3 separate regions of the Mus musculus genome follow, and regions 1 and 2 are each linked to region 3. A link is a contact called in public HiChIP or PLAC-seq and promoter capture Hi-C data. All regions are on one chromosome and are shown on one strand. The core of a region is the stretch at or near the end of the contact, and the rest is flanking DNA. Distances in the headings are between cores, read along the strand shown.

Evidence for each region. Promoter capture Hi-C pulls out the DNA fragments that hold promoters and counts their contacts. HiChIP or PLAC-seq counts read pairs in DNA pulled down with a chosen protein or histone mark.
Region 1: a contact with region 3 is called in a promoter capture Hi-C map of embryonic stem cells, with 9 times the contacts expected there. The contact joins the promoter of Pnmal2 here to the promoter of Mill2 in region 3. A contact is called at or near these places in 3 of 39 promoter capture datasets (cranial neural crest, embryonic stem cells and maxillary cranial neural crest) and 1 of 115 datasets of contacts at active chromatin or transcription factors (stem cell-derived neural progenitor cells).
Region 2: a contact with region 3 is called in an H3K27ac HiChIP or PLAC-seq map of embryonic stem cells, with 8 times the contacts expected there. The contact joins the promoter of Ccdc8 here to the promoter of Mill2 in region 3. A contact is called at or near these places in 2 of 39 promoter capture datasets (the 3T3-L1 cell line and hippocampal neurons) and 1 of 115 datasets of contacts at active chromatin or transcription factors (embryonic stem cells).

Annotation. Positions count from the first base shown.
Region 1 is chr7:16,942,787-16,947,268 of GRCm38.p6, forward strand. Pnmal2 (PNMA-like 2) reads left to right here and starts at 1,896. Exons shown (of 1, transcript NM_001099636.2): 1 at 1,896-4,482. The coding sequence starts at 2,307. The coding sequence ends at 4,292.
Region 2 is chr7:16,991,085-16,995,549 of GRCm38.p6, forward strand. Ccdc8 (coiled-coil domain containing 8) reads left to right here and starts at 2,818. Exons shown (of 1, transcript NM_001101535.2): 1 at 2,818-4,465. The coding sequence starts at 3,504.
Region 3 is chr7:18,836,887-18,841,450 of GRCm38.p6, forward strand. It overlaps Mill2 (MHC I like leukocyte 2), which reads left to right and starts at 3,080. Exons shown (of 6, transcript NM_153761.3): 1 at 3,080-3,205. The coding sequence starts at 3,106.

The DNA of each region.
Region 1 (4,482 bases), core at 646-3,145, 1.9 Mb before region 3:
CACACACACACACACACACACACACACACACACAGTGAAAGAAACAAAAAAAATTTTTTTTGGAACCCAAGTCGATCTGGAGATAATGTAAGCTTTGGGGTTAGATAAGATATTCAGAAAATTCACTTTGGCTTTGTATTAATTAATGATGGTTGCTGTAAAATGCCACATCACACAGGCATTTTGCATTTGAGGCTAGCATGGCGTTTCTGTCTGAGGGACATGAGCAGGGGAAATGGAGAACAGGTAAGCAGTTTGCACAGTGCCCGGTTGCCATGGGAACTGTGCCATCAACCTTTTTTTTTTTTTTTTCTTTACTGACAAAGCAAATAACAAAGCCAGAGGATGGGGGGAACCCAAGGTGGTTTTGTTCTGTTCGTGTTTATTATTTAACAAATGCTTATGTAACCTCAGGCCTGATAAACAGCACACACAGCCGTTGTTCAAGGAGAGGCAACTAAGCCAGCTTCTCTCCCCTCACTCTCATGGGCTGGGGTCTCCAGGAGACCCTTAGGAAAAGGAACAATGGCTGTCACCATTTCACAGAGAAGCAAACAGATCAGGGAAAGTTCTAGAAGATTCTCGAAGTTGCTGCTGAGAAAGCAATAAGGATAGAATATAAATCCAACAGATAGTCTATTCAACTCATAGAGGGAGGGACAGGCAGCTCAAGGGCCTTTAAAGCAATGGACCATGGGTATGGTGGTAGGTGAGAGCTGACCTAAAAGTTGTCCTCTGACCTCCATACATATGCTGTGCACAGGCATGCCCCACCGCACATGCATCGTACATATGCACACACACACACACACACAAATCATAAATAAAACAAAAATTTCAAAATAAAAAATTTGGAATATCTGGGTACAGTGGCTCACACCTATGATCCCAGCATTCTGAGGCAGGAGGATTACCAGGACTTTGAGGCTAGCCTGGGCTACATAGTGATATCCTGTTTCAAAAACCAAACCCCAAAAGGATCCAGGTGTGCTAGCATACAACGTCAATCCAGCATTCAGCAAGCAAAGGCAGAAGGCAGAGGGCAGAGGGCAGAGGCAGAGGCTGACAGATCTCTATGAGTTTGTGGCTAACCTGAGCTACACAGTTCTAGGCTAAACTGGCCTACAAAGTGAGATCCCGTTTCAGAAGCAGAATATAGGGACATCCATGAGTGAAGCTGGTCTCCATGAGTCTGGTACCCACATACTGAGTACCACACACCCGAAATGATACCCCTTGGCTCATAAAGGACAGCTGACCGGGGCGTTTCTGCTTGCTATTGAGGATACGGTAAAACATAGAGCCCGTGTGAGGTTACACCTCCAAAGGACAGTTTGATTTGGGGCTTTATTAATCAGAGGTCTATCTGTCCCGCAGGAATGAGGATGTAGTTCGGTTGGTAGAGTGCTTACGCAGCATGCAGAAAACCCTGGCCCCGAGCCCCAGAGACGTATTAATAAAACAGCGCAGGCTAGACACCACTGAGGCCTGTAATCGCAGGAGGGCGGAAGCAGGAGAATCAGAAGTTCAAGGTCATCCTTGGCTACATGGCAAGTTCAAGGCTAGCCTGGCCTTGCTTCAAAAAACAAAGCCAGAATAAATGACCCTGGTGGAAGCCTCTATTCTTTCCAAGGAGGTGTCTGTCTATCCCTTGAAGTGAGACTGATCACCTTCAGTGGTTTTCACAGTGACTTTGTCTTCCTTCTTGGCTCACTAGTCCCTAAACCCTCCTTCCCACCTGGCCCTTTAAGAGCAGCTGCTGCGACCGTACCCGGGCAGACCCCAGCTGCAGCCTGCAGTGTTACTATGGAGACGGGGACTAGCAGGAGGGGGCGGAGAGGTGATTGGGTCCGCGCAGGCGCAGACCGAGGCTGCCGTTCCGCAGCGGCCCCGCTGAGCGTCTAGACCCGGGTACGCGCTTCACTCCAGACTCCGCGGGAGCACAGGCGAGCCGCTGCTCTCACTCACCCCCACGCCCACCAGGTGCGTTGATCGTCGCCCTCCTGTACTCCACCAGCGGTGTCCAGTCACCTAGGTTGTCAGGGACAAAGGGAAGGGAGGAGCAACCCGGGACAGCCCGGAGAAAGTACACGTAAGCCCCCTGCGGACCCTCGGATTGCCCCGGGGGAAGACCGTTGAGTCCGGCAAGCTAGCAGGTAGCTATAGCCTACAGCCCCAAACCCGGAGTCTGGACTCTCACCCTGCTGGTGGCCTTTCCAGAGTGGGATTGACCTAGCCTGTGTTCAGTAGCCCACCCCTTTCTCGGGCTCCCTCCCGCCTAAGATTAGCCTCCGCCGGGCAGCGCCATGACGATGAACCTTCTGCAAGATTGGTGTAAGGAGCTGGAAGTGGAGGTGCACAGGGCCCTCCTGATCACGGGCATCCCTGAGCGCCTGCAGCAGGCGGACATCGAAGCTACCCTGAGTCCGAACTTGCAGCCCCTGGGCAACTACAGGCTTCGGACTGTGAGAGCTGTAACCAAAGAGAAGTCTCAGGCAGCCCTTGTAGAATTTGGGGCAGACTTCGATCACTCTGCCATACCTATCCACATTAGGGGAGAGAATGGGATTTGGAAAATCCTGAGTAAGGACCGCGGGCAAGATGCGCGGGTCCTTAGGCAGATGAGGCGCCTGTTGCTGGATGAAAGGCCCATGGATGACTTCAGAGAAATAGCCATCCCTCTGGTATTGGAGGCCCAAGCCCAGGCCAAGGGATTAGGGAAGGAGGCCAAGAAGGCTGGCTCCTCTGAAGGGGCAGCTAGGAGCGGCCGTCGGGGCCGTCGGGGAGGCAAGCGCCGATCCAGAAGCCACAAGTTGACGGCTCAGAAGGGCCAGAAGAGGAGCCGGGGAGGGCGGCGAGCCAGGAGTGAGTCGGAAGACTCTTCTGATGACAGCCTGGGTATCGTCATAGAGGAGATCTACGCAGAGGACCTGAGCGTAGATGAAGACCAGAGGGCCCTGTATGCCACGCTCCAAGCAGCTGCCAAAGAGCTCACCAAGAAGTGGGCCTTTCGGGGTGACCAGGAAGAAGGAGATGGCCCCCGAGAATTCTTGGCACTTGTCACTGTCACCGACAAAGCTAAGAAGGAAGAGATAGAGAAAGACCTTCCTGGGACAGAGTCTATCTGCTTAAACATCAAAGACGAAAAGAGCGGGGTTCCTGATTTAGTCGCGCTACTGGCTGTGAGAGATACCCCCGCAGTGGAGGTAGAGACAGAGGTGGATGATGATGATGAAGATGACGAAGATGAAGATGATGAAGATGATGACGAAGATGAAGATGACGATGAAGATGATTCCGACAGCGAGTCTCTGGAAAATGGAGAGCACGGAAAGGAAGTGATGGATAGCCCCGAGTTTGTGGCTATTGTGGCTTATACAGACCCCGCTGACCCCTCTGCCAGAGAGGAAATGCTAAAAATAGCTTCTGTGATTGAGACCCTCGGCTGGGGCGACAAAAAAGACAAAAAAGATGTCCTTCCTCAAGTCCTGTCCGTCATGGCTAAGGACACCTCTGGGCCCAGGGTGAAGGTAGAGGAGGCAGGTCGTCAGGTGGACGCCATGGTCCTGAGGAAGGCAGAGGAAGATGGGAATCTTCTGGAATGTATTTCTACCTTGGCTGAGGCAGAGAACTGCCCTAAGGGAAAGAAGTCTGGGCTAGGTCTCCTCAGAGGCTGGACCGCTGAGGGCCACCAGGGTGGCCTATTGGAGCTGGTGGCACTCTTGGCTGCGCAAGATATGGTGGAAGCTGTGAGAGAAGAAGAAGCCAGCAGGTGGGGCAGTGGTGGAAGTGGTGGCCGGAAGTGTGACCATAGCCAAGGTGGTTTATCTGAGGTCCTGGCTTTCCTGGCCTCCCAGGAGAATCTAGAATCCAACGAGGAATCGGACGAGGATTCAGACACAGAGTCAGAGGGAGATTCCGAGGACACTGACAGCGAAGAGTCCGAACCTGGTGACAGCGTGTCCAAGAAGCCGCGCGCCAAGAGAGCGCGCACAGGCTCCAAAGGCCTCCCACCGGCCGGCGCCACCGCGGTCTCCACCGCATCCCGGGCACGCAAAGCCCGCAGGGGTGGCCGCGGTCGTGGCCGGGCTGTCACCCCAGAGAAGAAAACGGGGAGCGGGGTTTCAACCGAGGACCATGCGGGGAACAACAACAAGAAGAAGAAGGGATCCGCAGGAGCCGGGGCCCGTGCCAGGGCTGGCGAGGCCAAGGGACAGCCAGCTGCTGTTCCCAAGTCTACCCGCGGAAAGAAAGCACGCAGGGGCCCAAGGCGGGCGCCCAAATGCCGTTAGTGCCGCAGATGTCACTACAAGCCCTGTCTCTTGTGTGTGGACTTCCCTCCCTACTTTCCTCCTATTCTCTCTCCTCCCTGCAGCCCCCTCTCGCTTAACCGTGTGCATTTGCTTTGTGCGCTGCTGCGTCCCTGGCTGGCTATGGCCGGTGCCCAGCTTTCCCTCTCAGCTCTATGAACAGATGGCGATG
Region 2 (4,465 bases), core at 1,568-4,067, 1.8 Mb before region 3:
ACACACACACACACACACACACACACACACGGCTGGGAATTATAGTTAGAAATTGAATCCTTGGGCTGGAGAGATGGCTCAGCAGTTAAGAGCACCAACTGCTCTTCCAGAGGTCCTGAGTTCAATTCCCAGCAACCACATGGTGGCTCACAACCATCTGTAATGGGCATCCGATGCTGTCTTCTGCTGTGTCTGGAGGCAGTGACAGTGTGCCCACATACATGAAATAAATATATAGCCAGAGTGGGGGGAGAAATTAAGCCCTTGAACTTTTGATCTTCCTGTCTCGGCCTCCAGAGAAGCCTGGATCACACGATTAGAACCAGGTTAAGAAGATTTTAAAATTAGACCTATTTTACCTGTATGTATGCATGTGTACCATGTGTCTGCCGGGTTCCCCTGGAGGTCAAAAAGAGGCACGGGATCCCCTGGACCTGGAGTTACAGATGCTTGTGAGAGCCACCATGTGGGAGCTGAACTTGGTCCTCGTCAAAGAGCAGGAAGCGCTTGAACTCTCCAGGATCATCTCCAGCCCCATGATTTAGGGTTCTTTATAACCCCCACCCAATGCTTGCTAGACAAATGCTCCCCCACAGAGCTAAATCCCCAACCTCAAGACTTAGAATTCACACGCCACCACTTTTAAAAGCCCTTGCGGGGTGTGGTAGGGGTGTCTTGGCTTCTCTTCAAAGCACCTCTGCTTTGGGGAAGAGGCCTAAGGAAGGCTGGAGGGGCCAGAGGAGGGGCTGCCTCTGTGCCTGCTGTGTGGAAGTTCCCAGCTTCTCCCCTAAGCTCAGCCAGGGCCCCTTGTTGCCTTGGAGACCACTAGTCACGTTCAAGGCCTTGGGCTGAGCAGCTAGAATTCCATGTCGTGAAGAGGAGGAAAGTTCACCTAAGCAGAGCCAGCAAAAGCGTCCTCCCTCCTACCCCCAATGGGGACGTTGAAGCCAGGACAGGACCCAAACAAAGCACCCCACCCCGACTCCAAACCTGAACCTGAAAAATCCTCTCCTGCACCTTCTTTTTCTCCGTCCCCTTTCCCTTTTCCTCATTGCTCATGATCTGCCTCCAAGGTTTTTCTGGGTTAAATAAAATCACAAATGTTTATCTTACTTTAATTTTTTTTTTTTATGATTGTGTGTGTGCGCTCACGCACGCGCGCTCTCGCTTGCGTAACCTTTGCAGGCATGCTTCTTGTGAAGGTTAGAAGGTATCAGATCCCCATCAACTGGAGTTCTGGGTGACTGTAAGCCACTACGTGGGTGCTGGGAACCGAATCCTCTATAAGAGCAGCAAGCGCTCTTAATCACAGAGACACCTCTCCAGCCCCTGGGTCTCTTGTAGCTCAGGCTGGTGTGAGCTCTCTGAAGTTGCGAGTGACCTTACCCTCCTCATCCCCCTGCCTTCAATTACTGCGATCACAAGTGTGCATCCCATGCCTGATATATGTTCTTATATTGATATTAAAGTCACTTCCTTACCTGGCCGTTGTTGTTGTTGCTTAAGCCTGATAATAGTGGCCTACGTAAAGCCTAGTAGACAGAGGCTGAGGCAGGAGGATCCCTGAAAGTTTGAGGCCACGTGGGATACATAAACTAAGAACTGAGGGTACAACATCTCTGTGATCTTAAAGGTTTTTTTATTTTTAAGAAAATTTTTTATTTAAAAAATATATTTATTTTATGTGCTTTGGTGTTTTGATGTATATCAGTGGGGGGGGGGTGTTAAATCCCCTAGAGGTGGGGTTACAGACATTTATGAGCATTATGTGGGTGCTGGGAATTGAACCCAGGTCCTCTGAAAGAGCAGCCTGTGCTTTTAACCATGGAGCCATTTCTCCAACTCCAAGAAAATATTTTACTTTAAAAACGTGTTTATCGGGCTGGGCATGGTGGCGCACGCCTTTAATCCCAGCACTTGGGAGGCAGAGGCAGGTGGATCTCTGAGTTCGAGGCCAGCCTGGTCTACAAAGTGAGTTCTAGGACAGCCAAGGCTACACAGAGAAACCCTGTCTCGAAAAACAAACAAACAAACAAACAAACAAACAAAACCCGTGTTTATCGTGTGTGAATTAATATATGTACAATCTGTGTATAGGGGTGCACATGTGGAGATTGAACAATAACTTTGTAGAATTGGTTTTATGTGGGTTCTGGGATTGAATTCAGGCTTTGGGGAAATGTTTTTACCCATTGGGTTATCTTGTGTGCCCCTTTTTGTGTGCATGAATGTCTTCTCTCTCTCTCTCTCTGTGTGTGTGTGTGTGTGTGTGTGTGTGTGTGTGTGTGTGTGTGTGTGTGTACCACGTATATGCAGTGCTCACAGAGATCAGAAGAGGGTATTGGATCCCCTGGAACTGGAAATAAACAGGGTTTTGAGCCATCGTATTGGTTCTGGGAGTCAAACCCAGGTCTTACATAAAGGTAGCCCATGCTCCTAACCATTGAGCCACCTCTAGTCCCATCCCCTTAATTTTAAACGCACGTTCATAATTGCAATAGCCTTCAAAGGATTTGAGCCATCAGCACTCGCACCTTTTGGGCTTGCACGTCTAGGATGGCAGGTTGGGGGACCCGTTGCCTTTTGGGAAGGATGATGACGTGGGTTTTGGCTGCAGCTAAGGGAAGCCCTGGCCCCATTGAGGCTCTGGGGGGCAGCCACACCTCTGTGGGGGAGGAGAGGGAGGCTGCCCTGAAGGGGAGTGGACAGCCCCGCTGCCAGTCTTCCCAGGCTTAGAGTGTAAGATGAGAAGGAGAAGGTGGGCCTCACCCAGGAGGGGAGGGCGCCCAGAAACTTCCTGCGGCTCTCAGCTCCACCACAGACTGAGCGCAAGGTCAGTTTGGAGCGGGTGGCAGACTGCCTGGGGGCGGGAGACCCTCCTCGGGGCTGGGCGGAGGCCTTTAAGCACCTCGCCATATTGAAAGGCCACGCTGAGCCGTCTTTGTCTGCAGAGTCCTCCCAAGAACTTTCAGCTATATCCTGGTGTCTGGGGCAAGGGAGAAGCGATCGGAGCTCGTGGGACCCCAACTTGGAGCCGGGACACTGGCGATTCCAGTTTGGACTGAACTTTGAGCCTCGGGAATGAGCGTGCTTCAGTTCATGTAAGCATCCTGGAAAACTGCTTGCTACAACTCCGAGGGGGTTGGGGAAGCCAACTTGGACTTGTTTCCTGAAGAGAAAATTGTAGGGAGGAGACACTCTGTGCGAGCAGAGTTGCTAGGACTGTCCACCGCCCCCTCCCCAAGACTAGCAGCCAAGTGTCTGGGCTTTTTGCCCCCACTCGAGCGTCCACGCTGGAGATCTTAAAGACTCTCGAAAAAAGCCACGTAGGGGGATGGTTCCCCTGGGGCTTCCTTCCGTCTCCCGATTGCCTGATCCTCTGGAGTGTCCCCGACGTCTGCAAAGATGTCGATCTGGACGTGTTAGTGGAGGCCTTAAGGCCTGTGGGCACCTTTAAGAAAATCGGAAAGGTGTTCCGCAAAGAAGAGGACTCCACGGTGGGGATGCTGCAGATTGGGGAGGATGTTGACTATCTGCTCATCCCCCGGGAGGTCCGCCTGGCTGGGGGCGTGTGGAGAGTCATCTCCAAGCCTGCAACGAAGGAAGCTGAGTTTCGGGAGCGGCTAATCCAGTTTTTGCAGGAGGAGGGCCGCACCCTGGAAGATGTGGCCCGTATCATCGAAAAGAGCACTCCACACCCACCCCAACCCCGCAAAAGAACCAAGGAGCTGAGAGTGAGGAGAGTCCCGCAGATGGTCACTCCTCCACTTCGGCTGGTTGTAGGTACCTATGACAGCAGCAATGGCAGCGACAGTGAGTTGAGTGACTTCGATACCTCCAAAGTCAAAGGCAACAGGAGCTCCTCCGGGAGGACCAGGAAGGTGCGCAAAATGCCGGTCAGTTACTTGGGCAGCAAATTCCTGGGCAGCGATGTGGAGAGTGAGGATGATCAGGAGCTGGTGGAGGCCTTCCTCCGCCGTGGGGAGAAGCCCAGCGCGCCTCCTCCACGACGCCGAGTCAATCTTCCAGTGCCCATGTTTGAGAACAACCTGGGGCCCCAGCCATCCAAGGCCGACAGATGGAGGGAGTATGTTAGCCAGGTGTCCTGGGGGAAGCTGAAACAGAGGGTGAAGGGCTGGGCACCCAGATCAGGCTCCGAGGTGGGCCAGACCCAGCAGGCCTCCACAGCAGCTGAGAGGGCTGGAGAAATGAGACACAGCCAAGCCAGCTCGGACGATGATAGCTCCAGAAACACAGGAGACCGGAGTGACCAGATGCTGGGTACTAGACGCTGGAAGCCCAAGATCAAGTGGGTTTCCCTGAGACGATGCAGGAAGGAGCAGGTGCCACCCTTCGCTCAGGGAACAGGCATGCCAGCTGAGGAGCACCCAGAGGCTGCAGAGAACCAGGGGGCAGAGGCTGCAGCTAACCAGAGGGCAGAGCCTCTAGCTAGTCCAAGGGCAGA
Region 3 (4,564 bases), core at 1,830-4,329:
GGATTAGGAGCTTTTGCATTTTGTATTTTCTTTGATTGTTGTTTCAATGTTTTCTATGGTATCTTCTGCACCTGAGATTCTCTCTTCTATTCTGTTGTATTCTGTTGGTGATGCTTGCATTTATGGCTCCTAATCTCTTTCCTAGGTTTTCTATCTTCAGGGTTGTCTCCCTTTGTGATTTCTTTATTGTTTCTATTTCCATTTTTAGATCCTGGATGGCTTTGTTCAATTCCTTCATCTGTTTGTGTTTTCCTGTAATTTTTTGGAGGGGTTTTTGTTTCCTCTTTAAAGGCTTCTACCTGTTTACCTGTGTTCTCCTGTATTTCTTTAAGTGAATTATTTATGTCCTTCTTAAAGTCCTCTATCATCACCATGAGATGTGATTTTTTTGTTGTTTTGGTTTTTTTTTTTTTTTGTTCTGTTTTGTTTTTTGAAACAGGGTTTCTCTGTGTAGCCCTGGCTGTCTTGGAACTCACTCTGTAGACCAGGCTGGCCTCAAACTCCAAAATCTACCTGCCTCTGCCTCCAAAGTACTGTGATTAAAGGCATGTACCCAGCATGAGATGTGATTTTAAATCAGAGTCTTGCTTTTCCAGTGTGCTGGGGTATCCAAGACTTGCTATGGTGGGAGAACTGAGTTCTGATGATGCCAAGTATCCTTGGTTTCTGTTGCTTATGTTCTTGCCCTTGCCGCTAGCCATCTGGTTATCTCTGGTGTTAGTTGTTCTTCCTGACTGACTGGAGCTTGTCCCTCATGTCGGCCTGTCAGCCTGAGATCTTAGGTATGTAGGCACTCCTGGAAACCAGCTTTCACATGGTAGGATTTGTGTGTGGAGGGTTGTGGGACAGCCTTAGCTCTGGGGCTTTGCTTCACTGTTCCTGTACCCTGTGCACTCCTGATGGGTCCAGCTTTAGACAGTTATGGGAGAGAAAGTGGTGATCTCACATCTTAACTTAGGAGTGAGAGCACTCCCTGGGAGACCAGCTCTCTCCTGGCGGGACTTGTGTGCAGAGTCATAATATTTATTTCATTGCTACTTCATAGCTGTAATTTTGTTACCATCATGAATTGTAATATAGATATCTGATATTTCTGATGGTCTTAGGTGACCCATGTGAAGTAGAAACTTCTGCTTTCTTTGGAAAGTCTATTATGTCAAAGGATGTTGTCCTGAAGCAGACACAGGTGAAAGGATGTTTTGCCAAATCAAGCACGTGAAAGGACATGTGATGAAGGAGTCTTTGCTAACAATCTGTCTACATTGGTCCATCTTACATTGCCTAGTTGAACTTTATTTGTTGGGACTCCATAGAGAGAAACACACCAAAAAACTTCTGATGGTGTGCTGGCAGCTTCTTGCTGCTTCCAAGGACTCAGGCCAGTTGGCAGTAATGTCAGTTGATATAGACTCACGTGGAGTTTTGCTAAGACAGATTCACTTGCTGAAACAAGACATGTGGTGAGGCAAGATCCAAGGAGGCACATGATGTTTGGAGGGAGTATAAACAGGACTCAACACTGGTTTCCTATCTTGCTTTGGTCCAGTATTTTCTCACTATGATGTTTTGGAATGGTAATGTATATCCTGTGATGCTGGAAATATGTGATCTGTTTTTTATTTTATAGGGGATTGCAGTTAAGAGATTGCATGAATGTCAGAGGAGACTCTCCTGGCTACCTGAAAAATAGTTTTTCCTGGTTGCCTTCAGATCAAGATTCAGAGCTCTCAGCTCCTTCTCCAGCACCATGTCTGCTTGCACACTGCCATGCTTCTTGCTCTGATGATAATAGACTAAATCTCTGAAACTGTAAACCAACCCTACTTAAGTGTTTGCCTTTATAAGACTTGGCTTAAGCCGGGCGTGGTGGCGCACGCCTTTAATCCCAGCATTCAGGAGGCAGAGGCAGGTAGATTTCTAAGTTCGAGGCCAGCCTGATCTACAGAGTGAGTTCCAGGACAGCCAGGTCTATACAGAGAAACCCTGTCTCGAAAAACCAAAAAAAAAAAAAAAGACTTGCCTTAGTCATGGTGTCTCTTCATAGCAATGGAAACCCTAACTAAGACAGGAACTAACTAAAGAAGGTGAGAACCTGGATGCAGGAGCTGATACAGAGGCCACAGAGGAATACTGCATACTGGCTTGCTTCCCATGGCTCACTCAACAACTTGCTTTCTTATAGAACACAGGACCACCAGCCCAGGGTTGTCACCACCCACAGTGGGCTGGGCCCTCCCTCATTGATCACTAAGTGAAAAAAATAAAATAAAATGCCTTACAGATGGATCTCCTGGAGGCATTTCCTCAACTGAGCCTACTTTCTTTCTGATGACTCTAGACTGTATCAAATTGGCACACAAAACCAGCCAGTACAGCCAGTGTTAGCCCTTTAGCATAAATGAAAATGGAATAGAATTAAAAATCACATACGGAAAATAGAGCATTATTGTCATCATAAGAATGTTAGTGTAGTCTCCTGGCATAAACGGTGCACACCTTTAATCCCAGCACTTCAGAGGCAGACGGCAGATCTCTGTGAGTTCAAGGCTAGCCTGGTCTAAAAAGAGAGCTCTGGGATAGCCAGGGCTGTTACACAGAGAAATCCTGACTCAAAACAACAAAAAAGCTTCCATCCCAGTTAACACTATTTAAACAATGTTAGTTTAGATTTGTTAATTCTCAGGCAATTAGTTACTGACCTGGGCTGTGTTCATCTTGCATTCAATTCCCCTTCTGAGCTGGCAAAGGACTATTACAGAAGCTACAAGGTATGGACCCTTCGGACATCCTTCAACATCCCTTCAGCTGTGTTCACCAGTCTGTTCAAACTACTTTTGATGGTGATTCATTTGACAATATCAGGAGGAATCTGTTGGTGTAAGAGATATCGGAGTGTCTTAGAAGACATTCAGATGTGAGTAACTCATCTGACCTTAAAAATAAAAAGAGGAGTGGTGGTACACAACTTTAATCCCAGCAGAGGCAGCAGATCTCTGGTCTACAAAGTGAGTTCTGAAGACAGCCAGGACTGTGTTCTCGTCACTTAGCTGATGGGTGGAGCTCTGAAGGGAGGAGTATGTTTGCACAAAACTCCATTTGAGAAAAATGAAAGCCAGTTCTGGAAAGCCCAGAGAATTCAGACCAGCAGTCCTACTGTTGATCTTAGGGCTGCTCCTTAGAGACTCACGGGGATCCAGCATCCAAGGTGAGCTCTGGGCAGGATGGGGACCATCCCTGTAAGCAGGGGAGGGATGAGTCACACTGTTTAAATGAGTGAAATTAGAGTGTACATAGAGAAATGGCTGTCCCAAGGAACCAAACTAGGGAAGTCACAACGGAGAGGGAGACAGAGGAAAGGGGGAAGAAAAAGAGAGTGTGTGTGTGTGCACAGAGAGAGAAGAGGACCAGAAATGTTTGGATTATAAAGGAAAATAATAATCTTCTGGGGGAGGAGAAGCCCAGACCCTGGGCTGGAAAATTCAGAGTAGAGGTCCGGGTGTGCTAGGTAGGTAGGGACTGAGGGATACCGGGAGAACCTAGGGGCTAGGTCTGCTTTGGTGTGTAAAATAGGCGGCACAGCCCCTGCTCTCTGCTCTGAATCCCAACCGTAAGGAATAGGTCAGAGCGCATAGGCACAGGAAAGAGTACGGGAGGGAGAGGCAAAGGGTGGAGCGGAGGAAACTGAAACTGGAGGAAGGCTTAGCAAGCCCAGCAGCCTTCGTAAAACATTCCCCGAGCTGACATAAGTGGGGCGTGGGGTTACATTGGGGAGCCTTTATTGTCAGCTGGAGGACACATGACTATTGGAGTACGCGGTCTACCACCGGAAGCCCCTGCAAGAAGGAACAGGCAGCCCTTTTCTAGACCTCAGTGGGTGGCCTTCTTAGGAGAAAAGGGATGTCTGCAGGGGAAGACTACAAAAAAAGGCCTGACACAGAGACCGGGGGGGGGGGGGGCGGGGCGGGAGGAGGAGCATTTAGTGTCCCTGCCCTGAAGAAACTCCCAGAAGAAACAGGGAGTTGGTGAGTGTCTGCACACCATGGGCAGAGGTCTGGATGCTGTGTCTGGAGAGGACCTGATTGGTGTCTTTGCTCATTGTCAGGTTACAGTGACTGTGAAGCCCGAGAAAACTGAGGATTAAGAGTGGTAGGGGCCTGTGATGAGACAAGCTGTGGAGGGTGTCTGTCTGTCTGGGAACTATCTGAGCAAGTATCAGGGAGGAGCTGGGGGCGGAGTAGAAGCTCAAAACACTCAACTGAGACTCTTCCCCCTCCAGTCCTTGGTTCCAGGGGTAGCTATAGAAGATTGTTCTTTTAATATCTGGAATAATTATTTTTATTGTTGTTGTCTCTTGCTTGTTGTTTGAGACAGGGTTTCACTGGGTAGCCCTGGCTATCCTGGGACCAGGCTGGCCTTGAATCCATAGAGCTCTGCCTGGCTGGCTAGCTAGAATTAATTTTCTCAATAGGAAATAGTGTGTGTGTGTGTGTGTGTGTGTGTGTGTGTGTGTGTGTGTTGCAACAGGTATGCAGGATATGCACAGGACAGAACAGCAAGGATCTTC